Regions from separate parts of the Mus musculus genome. Here region 1 is linked to region 2. A link is a contact called in public HiChIP or PLAC-seq data. All regions are on one chromosome and are shown on one strand. The core of a region is the stretch at or near the end of the contact, and the rest is flanking DNA. Distances in the headings are between cores, read along the strand shown. Region 1 has its middle 14 kb from the start of Mir7671. Region 2 holds the start of Gdf9 (growth differentiation factor 9).

The links. HiChIP or PLAC-seq counts read pairs in DNA pulled down with a chosen protein or histone mark.
Region 1: an H3K27ac HiChIP or PLAC-seq map of epiblast stem cells shows a contact between it and region 2. The contact joins the enhancer-like site here to the promoter of Gdf9 in region 2. A contact is called at or near these places in 1 of 15 datasets of contacts at CTCF or cohesin (the NIH/3T3 cell line), 7 of 115 datasets of contacts at active chromatin or transcription factors (CD8 T cells, T-cell acute lymphoblastic leukemia, bone marrow-derived macrophages and 4 more) and 2 of 9 other capture datasets (adipose tissue and liver).

Annotation. Positions count from the first base shown.
Region 1 is chr11:53,746,824-53,751,523 of GRCm38.p6, forward strand. No RefSeq gene overlaps it. Among named protein-coding and RNA genes, the nearest start is that of Mir7671, 14 kb to the right of the region's middle. Within about 2 kb of position 3,103, at least 56 of the 459 cell types and tissues checked have an H3K27ac peak or open chromatin away from gene starts, as enhancers often do. A contact at or near this core is called in T-cell acute lymphoblastic leukemia, bone marrow-derived macrophages and epiblast stem cells, where this site is marked.
Region 2 is chr11:53,431,308-53,436,005 of GRCm38.p6, forward strand. Gdf9 (growth differentiation factor 9) reads left to right here and starts at 1,979. Exons shown (of 2, transcript NM_008110.2): 1 at 1,979-2,495. The coding sequence starts at 2,099.

The sequences.
Region 1 (4,700 bases), core at 1,853-4,352, 320 kb after region 2:
TATTTATCCTTATGCCCACAGGTAAGTGTAGTCCTCACCCCTCGTCAAGGAAGCCTCTCTTTGCAGTAGGTGGAGACCATTACAGAAAACCACAACCAATCAAAATGCAGAGTTGAGGAGCACCAGTCTCAGCTGCCACATCTATAACACAACTGCTCACCCAAGGCTTGGGGATCACCATGGAAAATGGGGAGGAAAGACTATAAGAGCCAGAGAACAGGGGGTTTGCTGTTAGATTGTGTCCTAGAAATGCCAGAGATTCTGCACACATGAGGTCTCACCAACATGGCTACCTAAACATGGCCTGAATAGGAAGATCCCACACAGACATGCTAACATGGAAGGGAGAAAGCTTATGAGGCTTCAACCCTAGACAAAGAACTCCAGGGGACTTAGGAATGCCAAGGTCAGTCCTGAAAACATGTACATACATGTACATACAAATGTATGTAAGGAGGGGCCTAGAGAGATGGCTCAGCCATTAAGAGCACTGTCTGCTCTTCCAGATGACCTGAATTCAATTCCCAGCAGTCACATTACAGATGGTGGCTCACAAACCATCTGTAATGAGACCCAATCTGGTCTCTCTGAAGAGAGTCACAGTGTACTCACATACATAAAATAAATAAATAAATCTTAAATAAAAAAAAAAAAAAGAACAAAACAAAGAACATTAAAGAACATTATATGGACTAAACAGGTTGGCTTTATATATTGGAAATACACAAACACACCACAAACATGCACACACAAATGTAACCACAATTAAAGAAAAAGAGGCCATGAATTTTACAAGAAAGTTGGGATGTTGCCTGGAATGGGTTGGGGGGAAAGGAATAGGGGAGAATGATGTAATTATAATCGCTATCTATCTATCTATCTATCTATCTAATAAAAGAGAAAGCATGGGAATGAGTTTTGTAGGGTGGTGACACATGGCTTTAGCCACAGCTTGGACGGGGCAGGGACAGGGGTGCAGAGGCAAGTGGATCTCTGTGAGTTCCTGGTTGGCTTGGACTATATCTACAGCAAGTTCCAGGCCAATCAGGACTACATAGTGAGGTCCTGGCTCAATAAGACAATAAAATAAACAAGTGAATTTTGTCATGACGTTTTCACAGCCATGGCATATGAATCATTGTGTTTTAGTCCTGTTTACCCACCCCCCCCCAGCCTTCAGTGCAAATCCCCCTTTTCCAGCTGGTCCTTTCCCCTCTGACCACAAGCCTCCCTCCTCTCTCATGTCTTATCGTATGTTATATATAAGTAGCCTTGTGTAACTGTTAGGTTAGATCTACCGCTGAGAGAAAGTCCAACATTTTGTCTTTCCTTTCCCACCACCATCTGTGGTTTCCTCCTTCACGCTCTGTTCCATGCTCGTGTGTGTGCACGTTTGAACCTGGGTTCCTCAAATGAGAGGAAGCAACATTTGTCTGCGTCTGGCTTATTTTGCTTAACAAGGTGATCTTCGGTTACATCTATTTTCCTGGAGATAACGTAATTCTATTTGTTTGTTTGTTTGGTTTGGTTTTTAGAGACAGGGTTTCTCTGCGTAGCCCTGACTGTCCTGAAACTTGCTCTGTAAACCAGGCTGGCCTTGAACTCACAAAGATCCCTCTGTCTCTGCCTCCAGACTGCTAGGAAACTTAATTCTTTATGGTAGAACAAAACTGTTGTGCTGGGCCTGCAGTTTATACCTGTAATCCCAGCATTTAGGAGGCCAAGGAAGAAGGATTACCATACTAAACTCAAGGCTAGCCTGGAGTACATAGTGAATTCCAGGTCAGCGGGGCTACAGAGTGAGGAGAGACAAGAGCATGTCTTGTGTGTATGCACTGCTTTTCTTTCTCCTGGTTTGTCTGCTGATGGACATCTTGCCTGGCTCCATATCTTGGCCATTGTGAGCCACGCTATGGGCCCACCGTGTGCTGACTCGGGTTCCTTCAGTGCATACAGGGCTGGTCCCACGAATCACGTGGTAGTCTACTTTTAGTAATGAGGAACCTCCATTATGTCCACAGCTGGCTGCCCTGGTTCACATTCTCACCCACAGTGATGAGGGTTCCCTTTTCCTCAGGTTTCCTCATCTCCCACTCTTGTTATCGTAGCATCTTGTTGGGTTGGGGATGGATATTTGGCTGTGGGGATGGGGCTGGGGGAAGAGTTCTAAGACAGGGTCTCTATGTTTGTAGTCCAGGCTGGTCCTGAGCTTTCAGTGAGCCCTCTGCCTCAGCCTTCCAAGTGCTGGGATTAGAGGCATGCAATGCCCTTGCTCTAAAAACCAAAATTAACTGTATGGCATAATGGGTTTTGCTACGGCACCTTCATGCATGTCTATGATGTACTTTGGTGACGTTTCTCCCGTCTTGTCATCACATACATTGACAACAGCATCAAAAACCTGTTGTTGTTTGCTTGCAGTGCTAAAGATCGGATCCAGGACAAGTAGCGGTGCACACTGGGCAACACTCCACCACCAGGCTACATTGCTGGTCCCCAAAATGTTATTTTTGTTTTTTCATCATGAAAATTCCTTTATTTCATTTTTAACATCTATTTATTTAAAAAAAAAAAAAAAAAAAAAAAAAAAAGGTCTAACATCTGCCTTCTGCTTAAAACTTTCGGCTGCCAAGGAACCACCATAGTTTCTCTCCAGCTGAGGCGGCCTGAGGTGCCCCTCCCTCCTGCAGCTGCCAGTCCCCATTGCCTTCAAGTTCTGGAGAGAACCCAGCTCTGTGGTGCTTTTACCTCAGATTTTATTTTCTGTAGCCGAAAATGAACTGAGTTCCTGAGTGGGAGGCCAGAGCTGTAAAGGAGGGAATGTGAGAGGAGTAAAGAGACCAAGACAAATTTTCTGATCACGGCCCAATGTTTACTAGCAGTCTGTGCTTATAAAGGGGGAGGCCCACCCCCTGCTACACCAGGCTTCTTGATGCTTTGTTGCTAAGTTGTTAGCATTTAGTCTGTCAGAGCTGTTGGCATTAGGTCGCCAATTCCACAGGTTGTGGGCTATCTCAGGAATATCTCAGGAAAACAGGTTCAGCCTCTCAGCTGTCTTGGAGCAGAGCAGCAGCAGGTGACAGAACAATAGAACTATCTCGGTGGGAAGGCTCCACCCCAGGTGGTCTCATTCACAGTGAGCAAGGTCTGAATCAGCCTGCTTAAGGCTGGGGGAGGCTACAATTTTCTTTTATTTTTATTATTTTTTAAAATCAAGATAGGGTTTCTCTGGGTAGCCTTGGCTGTCCTAAAATGCACTCTGTAGACCAGGCTGGCCACAAACTCTGAGATCTACCTGCCTCAGCCTCTGAGTGCTAGAACTGAAGGCATTCGCAGCCACCATCCGGCTCTTCCTTGGCAGTTTAAAGATTTGGAGAGCACTTGCTGACAAGCCTGAGTTTAAACCCCAGGATACACATGGTGGGAGGAGGAAACTGACTCCTGCACGCTGTGCTCTTACACACTCATGACTGCTGTGGCATGTGTGTACATACAAAAAACAAGTGATTATCTTGTACCCAAACACAAATGTGCTCACACACACTAACAAGGACACATAGACACAAATGTACACACACACACACACACACACACACACACACACACACTATGTAAAGATGTATCTCTCCTTGCTTCTAACAGTGAGACTCACTTTCAAATCTGAAGTCATTTGACCCTTAGTCACACATGGTCATTTTCCTCTGGAAGTTTTTGTTTGTTTGTTTGCAACAAAGTCTCATGTGGCCCAATCTGGCTACAAACTTGTTTGGCATTGTAGCAAAGGATAACCCTTAAATTTCTGATCTTCCTGTGATCACCTCCCAAATGCTGGGATTATTGGTGTACCACTTTGGTGGGTAGTGACTGTCAGCTTAACAGTATCATGCACAAACATGCATGCACTAATGATAATAAATAAAGTAAATTACCTTACAGCAAAGTAATAGACTTCCATATGGGATTTTCATATATATTTCATATGATCCTTCCCTCCCCTGCATGCAAATATATGTAAATACACACACACATATATACATAATATATATATATAATATATATATATATATTCTTTATTGTATTTAAATTTTTTTGGAGACATAGTCTCACTATGCAGAGCAGTCAATCTCTGCTTCCCAAGTGCTGGAATTAAAGGTGTGTGACATGTGACTAATGAAGTTGACTACTTTGATTTTTTTTTTTGAAACAAGGTATCATGTAGCCCAGACTGGCCCCTGACTTATTGTGTAAATGGAAGATGACTCTGAAGCCCTGATCCTCCTGCCTTTACCTCCCATGTGCTGAGTTGCCAGTGGAATCACTATGTTTTGTTTTGCAGACATTCTTCGTGTATTCTGGCCACAAATACTTTGGTGGTAAGTATGCATTTACAAATATTTTCTCCCATTCTATAGTTGCTTCCACAACTGAGTCAGCTGTCTGGCTTCCCTGCCACACTCTGCCCTGCATGGATTATTTCCTGGATTCTTTCCTACTGTCTGCGCTGCTGTCCCTCCACCCTGGCTCACCCCTCCTGTATTCCCTCCTACTCTGGCCCCATTGTAGCCCACCCTGCACACAGCAATCAGTGGGCTGCTTTTTCTTCTTCTTCTTCTTCTTCTTCTTCTTCTTCTTCTTCTTCTTCTTCTTCTTCTTCTTCTTCTTCTCCTTCTCCTTCTCCTCCTTCTCCTTCTCCTTCTCCT
Region 2 (4,698 bases), core at 729-3,228:
CAGTACCAGGCCTTTGCATAACAGCCGGCAGCTGCTCAAAAATTAAAAAGAAAAAACAAAAAGACTTGTTCTCCTCGTTCTTCTGCTGTCCCTTACTCTCCACCAGGTATATGTGGTCCTCATAACCAAAAGGGCCTTCACTGACCACAGTACAAAATTAAGGACACGGATCTAGAGCTTTGGTACACACTGCCTAGCAAGCCACTGGCAGGCTGTAGACTTGTCCAAGATGTGACATAAACGTTTCTCCCAGTTCAGCCACGAACGAGTGTGGCAGTTGTCAGACGCACATAGTGGTGATGGGAGCCAAGGAGAAAGTGGTGGGTTTGGGCTGAGTGTGTCATCAAACCCAGACCCCACTCTCTAAGGAACTGTTATGTTTTCTCTAAAGTGCATTCATTCTCCTAGCTAATATTATCCTGTGGGACTCACCGCCCTTTCTCCTCCTCTCAGTGGCTGTAAATGGGTTAACTGGCTGTAAATAATCTGGCAATCAAACTGGGGCAGTTTGGCGGTGAGCTTCAGTTTTGCAAGAGTACTTCAGCCTTATCTATCTGGTGCTGGGCAAACTGATTTTTTTTTTATCCTGTGTCATTAGTGTGTTTTGACTTTCTCCCAAGAGATAGTCTCCTTCCAAGGGGTGCTAGATAGCCTTTCATGGTGCACCTGCACATTCTCCCCCCCACCTCCACCCTGCCCCCATTTTCCTTAAACATTATCTAGCTTGATCTCACCTCCAAGGCCGGGACACAAATACTTTAATCAAGGACTAAAACACTGTCCTGATTTCTGCCATCTGGGTGGTTGGTTAAAGAATAAATACGATGTCTATTTAATTGCATTTGCTGATGTCTCAAGATTTTTCAACCAAAGTATAGTCAAGTGAATTGTAGACCAAAACAAGGGCATCAGGATATTGTACTGTCACTACATTTTAAAATATGTATTTGGTATGTAAGTGCTAGGGGTGTAGGTCAGAAGACGAGCTGTAGAAGTCTCTTCTCCCTTTTTCTCTGTGGATCACAGGGGTTGAAGTTAGGCCTTTAGGACTGGATGACTTTTGGTCGTTAGGCTTGGCGGCAAGTTGCTATCTTGCCATTCCAGCTAGATATTGTGGCTTTTTTTTAATTGTTTATTTTCATTTTATAATGGGTGTTTTGTATTCCTAAGGATGCCCGAGAAAGGCATTGGCTCCCCTGGAAGTGGAGCTATAAATGGTTGTTCTAAGAAGAGCAACCAGTGCCCTTAACTGCCAGGTCATCCATCATCTTTCTGGCCCCAAGACATTGTATGTTTTAATTGCTCAAAGTTAAAGGTGATGTCCTCTTTTTATTTTGAGATGGGGTCTCTCAAAATTATGTAGCTCTGACTGTCCTAGAACTCTCTATATAGACCAGGCTGGCTTGAATCCACAGAGATCCACCTGCCTGTGTCTCCTGAATGCTGGGATTAAAGGCGTGAACCTCTACACCTGGGCCCTGATGTCCTTTTTCAAAGCACATTGCAAGTAGCTGTTGTCTTGGGCCAACTTTACAACCCCTCTACTAAGCCACCTGGACAGGCTGAACAGCCTAACATCACTGGAATTTCAGAACCCATTGTGACTTTGTTTCTCTGATTCACTGTGCAGTAAGCCATCAGTTATTCTAACCACCTGGACGTGGGAGCTGTGGAGATAGACGATGAATCAAGAGGAAAAAATAAACCTAATACTTCTGCAGTCACATCTCCAGCCCTAAGAGGTTTTGTTTTATAATTCCTTGGGTTTCTGTTGGGCTCTCACCTATATAAGTAGTCCACTAGGGTGACGATACTTGGTGGGTTTGAAATAAATGTCCAGGAGAAACAGGGAAAGAAAGCCAAATAAGTAGATAAATCTGTATCTAATGAGAACAAATTGGATAAAACCGTGTTGTCAGCTGACTGCTGTAGAGCTGATAAGAAACAATGTACAGCTAGGCATGCTTGAGGTCTGATTACAGAAGTGAAGTCAGTCTTCCACACCTAGATTTTATTTAAGGACCACGCCAGGGCCTCCCCGACCTTTAGAAAGAAGACTGGCACGAGGAGATGCGTTCCTTCTTAGTTCTCCCAAGTCATGGCACTTCCCAGCAACTTCCTGTTGGGGGTTTGCTGCTTTGCCTGGCTGTGTTTTCTTAGTAGCCTTAGCTCTCAGGCTTCTACTGAAGAATCCCAGAGTGGAGCCAGTGAAAATGTGGAGTCTGAGGCAGACCCCTGGTCCTTGCTGCTGCCTGTAGATGGGACTGACAGGTCTGGCCTCTTGCCCCCCCTCTTTAAGGTTCTATCTGATAGGCGAGGTGAGACCCCTAAGCTGCAGCCTGACTCCAGAGCACTCTACTACATGAAAAAGCTCTATAAGACGTATGCTACCAAAGAGGGGGTTCCCAAACCCAGCAGAAGTCACCTCTACAATACCGTCCGGCTCTTCAGTCCCTGTGCCCAGCAAGAGCAGGCACCCAGCAACCAGGTGACAGGTGGGTAAGAGGAGGTTGCTCAACTGGGCTGGGAGAAAAGACAGAGGCTTTACCGATTCTGTTACCAGAAGGAGCCACACTTTGATTTGGGTCCCTTGGTTTGTTTTGAGGCAGGATCTACCCCTGTTACCCAGTCTGTACTCAGAACTCTGCATCCTTCTGCCTCGGCTCCTTAAGTACTGGAATCACACAGGTTTTCACCATCCTGTGAATTCTATTTTGCATGATTCTCAGTGTCCAACTGAAACAAACTTTTTCTTTTAAAGTTAGCACTTTTTAAAAAGTTTAAAGTTTTTTTTTTTTGTTTTTTTGTTTTGGTGTGGTGGTACTAAGGATTAAATTGAGGGCAAGGGGTTCACATATGCTAGCTACGCCCTCTGCTACTACATCCCTGGCCAATAGCATTGATAACACTGTTTTATTTGTTTCCTACAGCATCTTTAGTTAAGAAACTAATAGATTTTATCTTGTTCGAGTTTCCTTTTTTAAATTTTTTTTTATTTTTTGAGACTGTCTCAAACTTGCAGTGACTCTCCTGCTCAGTCACTCTAGTGCTGGGATTCCAGGCACACAGCACCACGCCATCTCAATATGTTAAGGCTAGAAGAGACTAATGTCCTGAAAGGCCAAAGAAAGTTCTGGAGGCAGTTAGCATCTCTTTTATTCTACCAAGTTGTTGGCCTAGCATGGTGCCTAAAGCCTGCTTTTGATTTAGTATTGGGTGTGATCCGGAACATTTCCCCTCGTTTGCTTTCCTGGAAGAAGAAAGTTTGTCTCCACCTGCACAGTACATCTTTCTTTCTTTCTTTTTATTTATTTATTTATTTATTATATGTAAGTACACTGTAGCTGTCTTCAGACACACCAGAAGAGGGTGTCAGATCTCGTTACGGATGGTTGTGAGTCACCATGTGGTTGCTGGGATTTGAACTCTGGACCTTCGGAAGAGCAGTCGGGTGCTCTAACCCACTGAGCCATCTCACCAGCCCTCTTTTTTTTTTTTTTTTTTTTTAAAGGCAAAAACCCAAAACTATATGGCTGAGATGTGGTACCATTTATGTTTTATATACCAGGTGCCTGGAGTTTGACCTCCAGTACCAACAAGACAAAACAAAACTCACGTGGGGTTGCAGTGACACATGACTTTAATTCTAACCCTCAGGAGGCAGGAGCAGGCTTTGCTCTTTGAGTTCAGGGCCAGCTGGGTTTAGAGTTCCAGGATAGCAAGGGCTACACAGTAAGACCCCGTCTCTGTCTCCATAACAAATGAGCAAACAAAATCCCAGACCTCCAAGCGTTTGCCAACAATGGGGGACCTTTTTAGTAAGAAAGAAGAGTTGTGTTTAAAAAAATCAAAACAAGAAAACAAAACACTCAGGGCTTTGGAGATAACTCGGTGAATGAAGGCTTCTTCCACCAAGTCTGACAAGAGCCAGCTCCTACAAGCTGTCTTTCCACCTCTATTTGTGCTCCATTGAGAGAGTGTGTCCATTAACAGCCTCCCCCCAACTCCCCAACAGAGACACACATATATGCTGGCCACCAGTTCATACAAGCCATTGTAACTGTCTAGGGCAGTTGTGGCTGTTCAAAGCCACTCTACCCCGCCCCCAGCCCACTTTACTGCAGCGGCCTTATAGCCTCCATGTGTCCCCAATCTCAGAGCGTGTGATTACCACTGCAGACAAATGTTCTCAGTTGGCTTGTTGCTTTTTTTGTTTTGTTTTGTTTTTTTGTTTCTTTCAAGACAGGATTTCTCTGTGTAGTCCTGGCTGTCCTGGAACTCACTCCGTAGACCAGGCTGGCCTCAAACTCAGAAATCCACCTGCCTCTGCCTCCCACATGCTGGGACTAAAGGCGTGTGCCACCACGCCCGCCCGGCCGGCAGGAGTGTTGCTTTCTGTGGTCTCCTGGCTTTGTCTGTAAGGATGCCGCCACAGGAAGAGCCTCTCCTCAGCTGTCTGTGTTTGGAGCAAGCTGCTGGGTCTGAAACCGGATGGTCTAATAATTGTCTCTGGCTTCACTTCCCCAGCAAACCTGTTCTCCCTTTTTTTTTTTTTTTTTTAAATATATGAAATGTATTTGCATGTGTGAATTGGGGATGAGGGCCATGTGTGGAGAGGTCAGAGAAAAGTTTTCAGAAATTGGTTCTTGTCTTCCACCGTGGGGACCCTAGGGTTCAAACTCAAGTCCTCAAGCTTAG